Linked DNA regions of Danio rerio: region 2 is linked to region 1. A link is a contact called in public Hi-C data. All regions are on one chromosome and are shown on one strand. The core of a region is the stretch at or near the end of the contact, and the rest is flanking DNA. Distances in the headings are between cores, read along the strand shown. Region 1 holds the start of LOC137489850. Region 2 overlaps pbx4 (pre-B-cell leukemia transcription factor 4).

Evidence for each region. Hi-C and Micro-C count contacts between places; a contact is called where the count stands out from the background.
Region 2: a contact with region 1 is called in a Hi-C map of embryo, with 2.8 times the contacts expected there. The contact joins the enhancer-like site here to the promoter of LOC137489850 in region 1. A contact is called at or near these places in 6 of 18 Hi-C or Micro-C datasets (caudal fin, embryo, gastrula embryo and 1 more) and 1 of 4 datasets of contacts at active chromatin or transcription factors (caudal fin).

What each region holds. Positions count from the first base shown.
Region 1 is chr3:55,498,604-55,505,432 of GRCz12tu, reverse strand. LOC137489850 reads left to right here and starts at 4,143. Exons shown (of 4, transcript XM_073945057.1): 1 at 4,143-6,289. The coding sequence starts at 6,148. dsn1 (DSN1 component of MIS12 kinetochore complex) reads right to left here. Exons shown (of 11, transcript NM_001386492.1): 3 at 1,994-2,252; 4 at 1,845-1,918; 5 at 1,686-1,758.
Region 2 is chr3:55,576,819-55,583,858 of GRCz12tu, reverse strand. All of the region lies in intron 2 of pbx4 (pre-B-cell leukemia transcription factor 4), which reads right to left. Among named protein-coding and RNA genes, the nearest start is that of pbx4, 44 kb to the right of the region's middle. Within about 2 kb of position 4,233, at least 45 of the 62 cell types and tissues checked have an H3K27ac peak or open chromatin away from gene starts, as enhancers often do. A contact at or near this core is called in caudal fin, where this site is marked.

The DNA.
Region 1 (6,829 bases), core at 2,894-5,393:
AAGGGAGTTTTTAAAATGCTGCTTCTGAGAAGGTTTGGTTTAGAATTAGTAAATTGATAAAGCAATACAAGTGAACGCCATGTGATGGCAGCACTGCACGCAGTACAGTTAGTGCAATCAGTAGACTTAGAACACACTCTCAGATATTAAAATGCACTCGACAGTTAATGACCGAACGCCATAGATATATACATTAGATGTCGCCTTCCCTGTTGTTGTCTATTAGAAGGAATGCGTCAATAGAGCCGTCAATTTAGTACAGGGTATCGCTCCTTTGAAATGAATGCGGGACCAATCTGCAATGGAGAACTGTGGCAATCCAGAGCCAGAGAATCACACATATATACATATATCTATGATCGGGAGTTTTCCCGGAGGTCAGTGTGCAGTATCTTTTTTTTTTAATTACGAAACGTATAATTTTACATCACTTTTCTACATTGATGGATAAGTGATCGCACAGGCATTCCTGACAAAAAGCTTGTGTTTGTGTGTATGGAAATGTACTATCCACCCACCCTGTTAAATTAGTTCTAATCATGTCCTGAAACACACCTCCACACCTGCTTTCACTTCTCATACTGACGGAGGGAGCGATTTGTTTGTGTATGAACTTATGAATGGAATTTGTGTATTTACAAATTGTGTTTTGAAATTACGAAAGAAATTTGTGTATTTTTGAATTGTGTTTTGAACTTATGAATGGAATTTGTATATTTACGAATTGTGTTTTGAACTTGTGAATAGTATTTCAGTCATGTATAAATTTATACATAGGATTTGTGCATTTACAAATTGTGTTTTGAACTTAAGAGTGGAATTTGTGTATTTTTGAATCGTGTTTTAAACTTATGAATGGAATGTGTATTTACAAATTGTGTTTTGAATTTACAAATGGAATTTGTGAATTTTTAAATCGTGTTTTGAACTTAAAAATGGAATTTGTGTATTTTTAAATCGTGTTTTGAATTTATGAATGGGATTTGTATATTTACGAATAGTGTTTTGAACTTACGAATGGTATTTGAATCATGCTTTGAATTTACGAATTGGGATTCGTGCATTCACAAAATGTGTTTTGAACTTAACAATTAAATTTGTGTATTTTTGAATTGTGTTTTGAACTTAATAATGGGATTTGTGTAATTTTTAATTGTTTTAAATTTACAAATTGGACTTGTGGATTTACAAATTGTGTTTTGAACTTACAAATTGGATTTTGTAAAAGTGAATTGTGTTGTGGATGTGTAAAACTTCTTTGTAAATGTATTAGTTTTGAAACTGATCTGGCTCCATGCTACTTCCTGTCTAAACACTCTGCCATCCCAATAAAGAACAACAATAATAAATAAAATGGTTTTAAGCTCTGAAAAGTGAATATTTTATATTGATCTATTTTCATAAATAAATGATCTAAATGATAACTCTTGATTGAAAATTTTAAAACACATTATCAGTAGTTTAAAAAACTAACAAATGGACATTTCACTCAGTGTACCTATTAAAGCCAAATCCAGATACACAATAATAACTTTGAAGTTGTCTCTTAAATGTTTTTTAAAAAGCTGTTATTTTTTAATGAATTTCCTACCAAAAAAAGTCATGAAAATGTAACACTGAGGACTGATCATACTTTCATTACCATTGATCCAGACAGAACACTTAAAAACCCTGACTTTACTTACCTTGAGTCTGAAGAGTCTCTGTATCAACACCAGGGATGGTGTACAGACTGCTTTTGACCCTCTGCACCGTCCTCTAGAAAACAATCCGCAAAGACGAAAAGGTAAAAAGTCAAACTCATCAAGGACCAAAAAGTAATACAAAAACTGCATTGTAAAGACCTGCATCGCAGCTTTCATGAGCATCTCCAGTCTCTCATCATCAGGTAAAGACAGACTGATGGTTTCACACAGAGCTAAAAGAGAACATCAACAATCAGAAATGACTCCAGCAGAACGTCCTGTAAAAGGCTCTGTGATGCAGGACTCACGCTGAGAGGAGCTGCTGAAGGCCGGTAGAGAGCGCCGGCCTCTGGATGATCTCCTCAAGGACTTCCGCCGAGAACGAGGGTTTTGTTCGGCAGCAGGAACACTTACACTTTCCTCTTCAACCTTGTTCTCGGGCTGCTCGTCGTCTTCTAAACGCTGCATTGCTGCTGGAGCAGGAGAAGTGCAGGGAGACTTCTGAGGAGGACCAGAGACGTGGTTGCTATCATGAGGGCGTTTGACTCCATGAGAGCCTTCTGAGGCCTAGATCATACACATGAAATTAAAACAGTTAAAGGGACAGTTCACGCAAAAATAAAAAATTTACTAACCATTTACACAAGATTTTATGAACATATTTCTTCTGTTGAGCACAAAACAAGAAGATACATAGAATGTTGGAAAAATACAGCCATTGACCTCCATAGTAGTAATACAAAATACTATGGAAGTTAATGGCTGCTGCTTTTCTCCATATTCAAATTATCCTGTTGTGAGTTCAACAAAAGAAACAAACTCAAACAGGTTTGTAAGCTGAAGGTGAAAAGTGATGACAGGTAAACAGTATTTTATTCATATTCATTCTTAGAAACTGTAAAAAGTTCTTTTTTTTACAATCAACAATCCAATTTCTATTCTATTTGGTAGTCTTTAATATTTAAAAAAATATCTAAAAGTTTAAAAGTTTATTCTAATCAATTCAATTCAATAATTGCTTTATTGGCATGACAAATGTTACAAATGTATTGCCAAAGCAGTTATAAAGTTTACATAAAAAGTAACATACATATAAAAATTAAATAGTAAAAAATAGTAGTAGTAAAAAAAGATGATATTTATATATAATAATTAAATAAAATATTAACAATACAGCATATTATTTAATATATCACATTAATATTCAATATATTATATTATTATTCAACATATCATATTTTTCATAAAAATCAATACAAACATAGATCAGAATAAACTACATTTAACAATCAACATTTTAGGATAAAACAGTAATAAAAACAATAATAATCAGTATATTTACAATGATTAATTTATAATCACCTAGGTGTGTGTGTGTTTCTGCCGGCGCATCACTGATGTTTTTTTGGTCTGCTCTCTCTTTTTGTGACAAGCATTAATGTATTGGGCCGCTAGAAGGACACACTTATTTTTATTCTCTCTCTCTCTCTCTTTTATATATATATATATATATATATATATATATATATATATATATATATATATATATATATATATATATTTAATGTCCTGCTACATTTATTATTCATAATTTAAAACCTTTGAACCTTTAAAAACCAATTAATACATACATTAGATTTATTTTGTTAATATATGATCAAATCTAAAATTTTATGCAGTTCATACATTTTACTTTTAACACTCTGTACACAAAAATCAATTTCAGCAGCATTCATTTAAAATAAAATCTTTTGTAACATTAGAAACGTCTTTAAAATGGCAAATCATATAATGTGTGCTTGAGAAGTTTTTCTAAACAAACAAACAAAAAATTCTGAACAACTAAATCACAGGAATCTAATCGATTTTCAAATATATTCACATAGAAAAAAAAGTATCTGAATACTAATTCCTAGTATAACTGTTTTTATTCTATTGTGCCAATTTGAACCAACTAGTACCAATTGAGCATTATGTCAATGCCTCAGACTGGTTTCCTGAACATGACAATGAGTTTACTGTACTCAAATGGCCTCCAATAGTGGACCTTTGGGATATGATGGAAAGGGAGATTCACATCATGGATGTGCAGCTGACAAATCTGCAGCAACTTAGTGATTCTATCATGTCAATATGGACCAAAATCTCTAAGGAATATTTCCAGTACCTTGTTGAATCTATGCCGCGAAGAATTAAGGCAGTTCGGAAGGCGAATTAAGGTGTACCTAATAAAGTGGCCAGTGAATATATACTGTATTATGTGACTAAATAATTTTGGATTTATGTTTTTCCCTCTAATTATCATTTTGCTTTTTTCATTATTTCCATCTAAGGTTTGTTTAAAGTTTATTTTATTCCCATTATTAAAGTCAAAATACTTATATGATGCAAAAAACACAATACACACACACACACACACACACACACACACACACACACACACACACACACACACACACACACACACACACACACACACACACACACACACACACACACACACACACACACACACACACACACAGACACACACATATATATATATGGATGGTATTACTACAAACCATCTGAATAAATAAACCATTGTGTATTGTATTTTTATTTATTATTCTTAATATTTTTTTCCATTATCTTTTAATAATCATATCAGTTTTTCTTATTTGCGTACTTATTAAAACTAAGTGTGTGTAGGTATATATTCTATATATGTATTACAAAATCACTTTAAGATTGTACTCATTGTTTATGTATTCTGCAATACTTTGGCAATACTTAACAGCTTTGACTAGCTCTTTTGATTTGAATTCATTTAAAATTAATAATGATTTCAATAAGGAAATGTATTTAATGTGATTTTATTGTAGTAAAAAGTTACCTTTCTCTGTCTGCACCATAACAAAAGCCCTCATTATTTCAGCGTTTCTGCAGGTTTCATCAAGTCAAATTTAAGACATTTTAAGGTAATTTTAAGACCATTATGAATGAGATTTTAGATCATACATGTCTAAACACTAATGGTTTTCGGTTAATGGCCTGGTTAGACCAATGAAATTGAAAAAGGAACACATGTAGTTATTTCTTTACCACATATTTTAATGTGTCAAAACTAGAAAACTCTAGTTTGCATCTTATCCAGTTACTATGACCATTTATGTGAAGCTGCTTTGACACAATCTACATTGTAAAAGCGTTATACAAATAAAGCTGAATTGAATTGAATAGTTGTGTAGATTTTTTTCAACAAGCCTCTTTTTTAATTACAAGTTTAACATTGTTAAAAGTATATTTATTATGAAGAAAACAACACAAAAAATGCAAAAATATATATTGTTTGGATTTGGTCCAAATTGATTGAGTATAACTCTTATTCTAATGCGCTTCTGTTATAAACCCTTAAGTTTCATGCCTATTTATAAACTTTATGTTGTCCACTCACACTTTCTTATGTAAATAATTTGATTGTAAATGGAAGATTATGTAAAGGGATATAAAAATGATCAATTATAACAATAATACACTATTCCTAAAAGTTTAGCATGTTTAGCATTATCTGCAGATTAAAAAATCATTCTGGCTATACTTTAGCAAATGAAGTTATTTTGTATTTCATTTTTTGATCACTCAGTGTTACCAACTCAACTATTTTTGATTCACATTTTGAATATATGTTGCCTGCGCTTTTGCACACATTTGTTCTGCCTCTTACGGCCTGATTCTGAATTATTTTCTTGATTTTCATTTGTTAAACTATATTTTCTGTTCAAAGGTAATTATTTACATTTAGTTTTGATTTTTGTTTTTCTGCGAGTTGATGTTGCACTCCTACACTAATGACTATATTATTTATTTCTTATGGAAATGGCATGTATATTTGCGGCATGTCTAGCTGGATGGATCACATTGAAGCGGAATACTTTAAATTCATTTATTAGATATTATTTCAGTCAATATATGTCAGTTTTGTTGTTTGAGTTTCACAAAAAACTCTCAGGTTTCATTTGTTGTGCTTCTTTGTCTACAGTTACAGCAATTTCTAACTGATTATCTATTTAAGACAGCTTTTGTCCCTTAGATCAATTTATTTAGCTATTTTTTCATTTATTTTATGTCATTTGCACATTTGCAGTCATTTGAGTTTAAAAGAAAACATTTCTTAGTCTTATGTCTTGTTACCATAGTGACATGTTCTGAGAATAGAACGCATTCCAAAAGTGTACTTGAAGCCCTGCATCATCGGAGAATATCTTGTGAGTTTGTTGAAGTGGAGTAGTACAGGTGTGTTTTTGGCTGTTAAGTGTTAAAAAACTTGCGTTCCGAGAGTTTTGAGACCGTCTCAGCCATTGAACATCTTTCGTTTGAGTGATTCACGGTGCAAGACCGAAATCCTCATCCTATTCCAGCTAGCAAACCCCAAGTTTTTGAGTGGTTACAGGTGAAAGACTGAAACCCTGTACCGAATTATATGATGGTTGAACAGATTTCTGATCTCCCCACAACATCAGCTGCTAAAATGGAGGAAGACGAAGTTCCCAAAGCCTGCAAGATCTCCCAGAGCCAAAGAAAAGTGAAGCAGCTCAAAGAAAGGCCAAGAAATGGCACTAATAGTGAGTCTTATTTACATTGTGCTATCCAATATCCAGTGTTTTCCTGACATAATAATATACTTACTATTAAAAATAATGTTTGTACAGGATAATAGACAGCTGGTTAAACTGCTGGCTAGCATTGCATTCACGTGCATCTTAATGCAACATTTTGGGTAAAATGATAATGTATTTCATTTTCAGCTTTTCTGATACAACTTTAGTCTAAAATCCTTTAGTAAAATGAGATATGCACACAGACTTTTCATTTTCAGCCGACAGCCCGATGGCTTTCGTTTAACTGTCTTTCCATTACAAAATCACCACATTTAAGATCTGTTTTCTTTAAAAATATGTGATCTTCACTGACTAATATATATTTGATATAAAGTGGGTCTCAGACCGGACAAGAATCACTGCATTAAATTACATTTAAAATAAACATGAAAATTTATTTTAGCTCAGTATTTTAAATTTTAAGAGTTTCTGCGCTAGCCTGCTGGTACTGACGGTGCTAGCGGTTCCATACAATAGACTATCGTCTCGTTTTATGCTTGAACA
Region 2 (7,040 bases), core at 2,984-5,483, 78 kb before region 1:
AAAAAAGAAGAAAAAAATAATAATAATAAATCGAAGGGGGCTAATAATTCTGACTTCAACTGTACGTGTCCCCTGCAGATGAAAAACTCTTTGACTAGGGACGGAGATGGCTGGTGTGACTGCAAAGAGGTAAGCCTTTCCTAAACCAGAGAGCAGGGTGTACAGGAGGTCAATGACTTATTAATAGTTTTTTTGAATATAGATTCTGAAGGTTTATGTGCATCATATTTATTGATCTGTTAGTGTAAGTAAACGCCGTTTTGCATTATTTGCACATAGTTTGTGTTTTTGTCTGGCGACCTTCACGGCTGTAGTCTGCCATCCCACCTCTCGCCCGCCGCTTATATACATGTAAAGCAAGTTTGTGCCTGTAAACACAGCGCCCCTTGTTCAAAACATGCATCGCAAGTCGTTTAACATTTCTACTGATTTGAATAGTTACATTTTTTAAACGATTTTCAACCGGCTCACGGTGAATCGTTAAATCCCAAGTAAAAGATAAATACAAACAAAACAAATCAAATACAATGAAAATAATGACAATATATATATATAACTAGAGACCACTAGAATAGTTGACTTGGTTTCTGCAAAAAATAAAATTAGATTAATGACAACTGAAATTGGAAACATTTACAAAAACACTTTCAAGCAACAATAAATACTACTGTAATAAAGTGTTTACTTTGATGTAAGATTTTATTTTATTTTAAGATGGGTGGGCTACTTTTTTAGTGTTACAATTTACCAAGAGGGTTATGGGCTATATGCACGGCTAGTGTTTTTCAGCCCATGATGAACTTCTGGTGAAAGCTTAATGTGAATATTTTCAATTTCATACGGTTCCTTTTACAGCATCGATGTTGTAATGTACCACATCCAATTGGTTGTTAAAACGCAAAAAGAGACGAAAGACCGTTTTTAATGCAGGTGCCGTCATTAGCAGCAGGCTAGTGCAGAATATTCATAAAAAATACTGGGGTAAAATTAATTTCAATATTTTAAAGACATGACGGTCAGAGCAATGAAATTAAGTACAGGGTTTCTTGTTTGGCCTGATACCCACTTTATATCGCATCTCATTCAGGCAGTGAAGATTGCGTTTTTTTTGTGTTTTTTTTTTTAGAAATCAGATCTTAAACACTGCGTTTTTGTATGGGATGACAATTAACCAGAAGCCCAGGGGCTGCCTGACTGAAATTAAAAGTCTGGTTGCATATACCCCATTACATCAGTTATTTTCCACATATCATTTAATGTTAGAGTCTTACAGTCCTCGTTAGCGTAAATATATCAGTTGTATTATTAATTAGTGCACCAATATTTGTATTTTGTTTAAAAGAAAGGCTGCTTTAACTCTTACAGTTATCATGGTTGAAAAGATTCATTGCAACAAAAACAATTTAAGGAAAATCTTTTTTATAAAAAAAAAAAAAGTAAGATATTATAGAAAAGAAAAACAAACATCAGGGGGGAAAAAGGAAAACGTATAACAGTGTTCCAGTTGCCCCTAGTTTCCCCCTACCTCAAAAAAAAAGTATGCAAATCCCCTGTGAGCCAGCAGAGGGCAGCATGGCACCTCATTGGCAGGCCAGAGTGTAAGGCACAGGTCCAATAATAGGAGAGCATGTGCTGTCACTACAAGCACCAGCAGCCATAAGTACACAGTTCTCTGGCACTGAATTAAAGCAAGACCTCTGTCATCTTCCTGATTCAGGCCCATCGCTCACACCTATACGAGCACTCGCTCCACACTCACATACATATGCAGACGCAGAGCTGCCCGGTGACTGAGGCCAAAGCGTGAGAGCGATTATGTGTGGAAATACATGACACCCACCGAAGAGGGTTTGTGGTTGCTCTAGAGCACTTTCACACAGAGAGACATATGAGAGGTTGATGTACAAAGGGAAATGCCACATTATACAACATTTACAGACACTTTTTATAGGTAAATATAGAATTTATTTGAATCTGCAGATATTTTTGATGAGAATTTTGGGGGGAAAAAATCTGTGGATTAATGCTGAATGGTTTTAGGAGTATCATAACTACAAACTTAATTTATACAATAAAAAATAATACATTTGTAACTTTTATTTAATCTTTATGATGCAAATCTATCTAGATCCACTTATTTGGAAAACAAAGCAAGTCTCATATAATATCTCAACTAAAAGACAGAACACATTACTTTACAAACTGTATAGTAAATAAATCATATGAACATTTTCATATTATTATTATTATTATTTTGATTATTATATACCACACTAATATTAGTGAAATGAATTTAAAAACTGAACAAATATGAATTGACACACATTTACTTAAGTAAATACATCGACTCAATTATAAAAATCTGCACGCAAATTCCATGTGGGCCTACTTATGAGTAATGGCACTTAGAAATGTGTGTAAAATAAATATAGTTAAAAACAGAAGTATTACAGAGCAGTTTTTGTAAGATTGATACACTATTGTAGTTACTAAATACTTATCAATAATATAAAACAGAGAAAACGAATTGCAAACAGTTGACATCTCTTTAGTTTCTATAATGTTATTATTATTAATAAATTTGCATTATTTTACATCACAGATGTAGATGCAATAGTTTTGCATTTTATTTAAGTGGCTATAGTTTTTATTCATTTTAATTGCATTTTGAATTAACACATCAAGTGTATTTAGTTACAGTTATTTAATTTTAACTTATTTTAAATGAGAGAATTATTCTCTCTTGGGCGTCACGGTGATGCAGTGGGTAGCATGTTCGCCTCACAGCAAGAAGGTTGCTGGTTCGAGCCTTGGCTGGGTCAGTTGGCGTTTCTGTGTGGAGTTTGCACGTTCTAACTGTGTTTGTGTGGGTTTCCTTTGGGTGCTCTGGTTTTCCCCACAGGTCCAAAGCTAAATTGATTGTAGTTTTCTTTTAAAGAAAATTAATCTTTTCAAGGCAGCATTTATTTTATTATATATATATATATATATATATATATATATATATATATATATATATATATATATATATATAAATATATATATATATATATAAATATATATATATATATATATATATAAATATAAATATATATATATATATATATATATATATATATATATATATATATATATATATATATATATATATGTGTGTGTGTGTGTGTGTGTGTGTGTTTAAAAACAACTACATGTTTATAGCAAGAAACAGAGTTCTTCTTTGTGAGAGCTCACACACACATACATGCACACAAGAACTCTTTCCCCTCTCTCTAAAAGCTGGATATAGTTTTTACAAATTAAAAGGGACAGCTACACTATAAAATCCACAAAGCTAAGGTAACTCAAACTGTTTAAGGAAACCGTTTGCTACAAACCATTTAAGTAAAAAAAAACTACTAATCTATATGTGAACTTACTCCATGTAATGTATGTAATGTAATTACCTTACAGTCAATTTTGAGTGAACTACACTCATTTCATTTGATAAAGTTGACTGTTGGGTTTTACAGTGGACCTAAAAAAAAGTAAATTCAATCATCCTTGTGTTTAAAAAGACAAACAAAAACTTTGTTTGGGATACTTTGCAACATGTCTCGGCTTCTACATTTCTATTTTGCAAAAAAATAAATAAATAAAGCGGATGAATCATCCAAACCTCTTTTACTTGTTTTGTAAAAATCTTTTTGTATTGTATTGAGGTCTCATTCAGTGAAATGATTTCTTTACTTGATGAACTTGACTCAAGAAAAGAAAAGAAAAGTCAGTCTTCTGGATTAAAATCAATGAGTCAACTCTTAGGATTACTCAACAGAGGGCATCTTTCTCAAAAGAAAATCTCTCCTGACTCAATGATTCAGCTCTGAACACTCCTGTGAAAGCACAGACTCCAGCAGTGCATCGAGTTTTGTTTTGTTTGCGAACTTTCGACCACAAACGGTGCAAATAAAGGGCCATTTGTTGTGTGTGTTGTGTGTGTGGATGTTCTGTCTGTACCATCCCCGCAGAAATCAAAGCTGTATTTCCAATCCTCCCTTTAACTGATAACACATTTCACCCTCCCCCAATCACGCTGGCCTCCGCTCCCCCCCTTTCGCTCCTTTCTGAAAAGTTTTTTCTCTTCGCCTTGGCAAGCGGTGTTTTTTTTTTCGTGTTCTCTCTTGCCCCTTCAGGGTCCCTCTTCTCTCTCCTCTCTCTGTGAGTCACATTCCAGCTCTGGTTTCTCCCCCTCTCTGAGCTCAGGAATGCAGCAGACCCAGCCGAATGAACTAATGACCCCGATTCACCAGCCCTCCCTCGCTTTACCTCGCGAAAAACTCACCAAAGTCAAGCAGAAAAAGGAGGAACTCTACACTACAAGTTTCCAGTCAAAGTGATTTCAGTCGCAGGACTGTTACTGAAACTAACACATTCAGTTGTTTACATACATTTCACAGGGAGAACAGAGAACACGCTGCATATGATTTCAAGTCTTCATATGACTGTGCTTACACTTACACAGGGTTTATGAAACATCTTTATTGAAGCCACTGGACTATTTTACAAGCTAGTAATTACATTTATAGAACAAAAGAGTGAAAAATAATGGTCATGCAGAACTACAGACCTTTATCTATAAAGAACAACTATAGAAACTGTTCATCTTAACAAAAAGCCGTCATGATTGCTAGCCTCATGCACCTGTCAGTCAGTCAACATCTCACCATAAAGGGTTAAACAAATAACGCACAGCGCTACTACGGTTACAGAAAAGTTTGTTCTGTTATAATTCACTTACCTTTTAATATGTTTTGGTGCAGTTATAACCAGCTATTAAAAAAAAACAACAACAACAACTAAATCTTTTAAATGAGTAGCTGTAATGTAGCCATGGCGGGATGAAATTTGGTGTGGTGCATGGACGAACGAATGTAGCGGAAACCATAAATGACGATACTAACATTTACAAACTAAAGTATCACCGGCAGTGTTTTCATAGTACATCATAGTACCGGTAAACAGTGCAACCCTAACCTACAATAAATAATGTTGCATGTGGAAAAGTGACTAAAATGCTCACATAGTTGTGCAAAAATAGACCATTTTATTGTGTTATTCTGTGGAGCCCTTAAAAGGTTGCAAAACTGTGAATTCGAGCCTTTTATTATAGCCTATTGCATGCTTTCTAACGCTTCAGCTCGAATGCACATCTGAACTGGTTAATTTCTGTTCCTGTTAATATGATTTAGCAGCTGCGACAACCGCGACAATCTCTTAAAAAGAATGACTCAAAGTGAATTTTTGAACTACTTTGGATTGTTACCTGATCAGACTGAAAAAATAAACAAAAATTAAAAGCCAAAAATAGCAACAGGAAACAACATAAATTTCTAAACATTTTATGTAGCCTAATTTTGTTGTAAAAATGTTTTTTTTTATAACAAATTTAATTTGGTATAATTTGTATCTCTATCTAAATAATTATAATAAAGTAGATTAAAAACAGTTAAACTAATCTGTTGTTGTTGTTTTTTTTACATTTTCTAATAAACCTGTGAACCATGTAATTCATTCTATTGATTATTTTAATAATTATATTACAGTTGTTAGAATGAATGTGAAGACATTCGTCACTGGTTTGTTTTATGCAAAGTATTATCGTTTTGGAGTGATTGAAGTGGATTTAAGACAAGTGGTAATTTGCAACTAAAGGACGTTATTTGTTATTTCAAAAATCAAAACAAGTTGTAAGAAGCCACTGTGAACTTTCTTATACTTGTTTGGAAATTTTACTTCACAAACAGAGGTACCTTGAAAAATCTTTTTTTTTAATTATGTAAAATACAACTTTTAATTAAATCACTTAGATTAATTGATAAAAAGAAATGTGTGTCTTTGAGTAAATATTAGATCTTTCATGCTACTTGAATTATTTTTTTATTGCAATAATATATTTTTAAACAGATTTTCTGTTTATCTAATGTGAGTATTGTGTAAAATAACTGTTCTCTTTTACTGTATTTAAGTTGTATTATACAGTTTCTTGGAGTTAAAAAAAAAAGAGTCAATCAACTACAGTTATGTACTATATGGTTAATAGCATCAGGGTTAATGTTAGGTTTAGGTTTATTATCATTTGTTGTTATAATAAAACAAGGACAATTTTATTGTGTAATGAGTATATGCTTGCATATACAGTAATAAACCTGAATTGTAAAAAATATATATACAATTAAGGTCAGAATTATTACCCCCCTAGTAAATCTAGCAAAATATCTAGTAAAATATTATTTATTTAGATCAGGGCAAAGATAAAATAAATGATTTTTTAAAGCATTATGTTTAGAAATTTGCTCAAAAAAAAAAAAAAATCTGCTCTCCTTAAAACAGAAATTGGGGGGAAAATAAACAGGGGGGCTAATCATTCGGACTTCAACTGTATTACAGTTTATTCTAAGCATAACCACAAGAGGCACTAAAGAGCAGTGTCCTTATTCATGCCACCTATTTAGGAAGAGCAACAGTTTAAAAACCCAAGCCGGAGAACAATAGTAATACTCTTAATACGTTTATAGCAAGCTAATTACTGTGACTATTATCAGGTGAAACGGCACATTTAATATGGCACCACACTGATTTTAGTGCCACTTCAACAACAAGAGCTTGTCGCCTGCCTGCAAAGTGTTGAGAATGTGTCAAGCCTAAACTTAAAACAACACTTCTGCTGTCCTGTTATCCAGACTCACCGTGTGGTTGTTTGTGTGGTGTGTGTGTGTGTGTAGGGTGAGGGGAGGGCTGTTGTTTTTACGACCACAGCCCCACAATCAATAGAGTGAAATTTACCACCTCCCCAAAGAGTATCACCCACAATATCCATTAAGAGCCGCCTCCAGCCCAATCCCTCAAGCATACAGCCTTTTCTTCAGCCTAATTATCTCAATTAAGCTGTGATTACTGATAATTACACAAATGACCAGCAACATTTGGAGCTGCATGATATGGGCCCCTTGGAATATCATAACACCCTTCAGAAGTGTCAATTTATTCCTAGTCTTGATTTC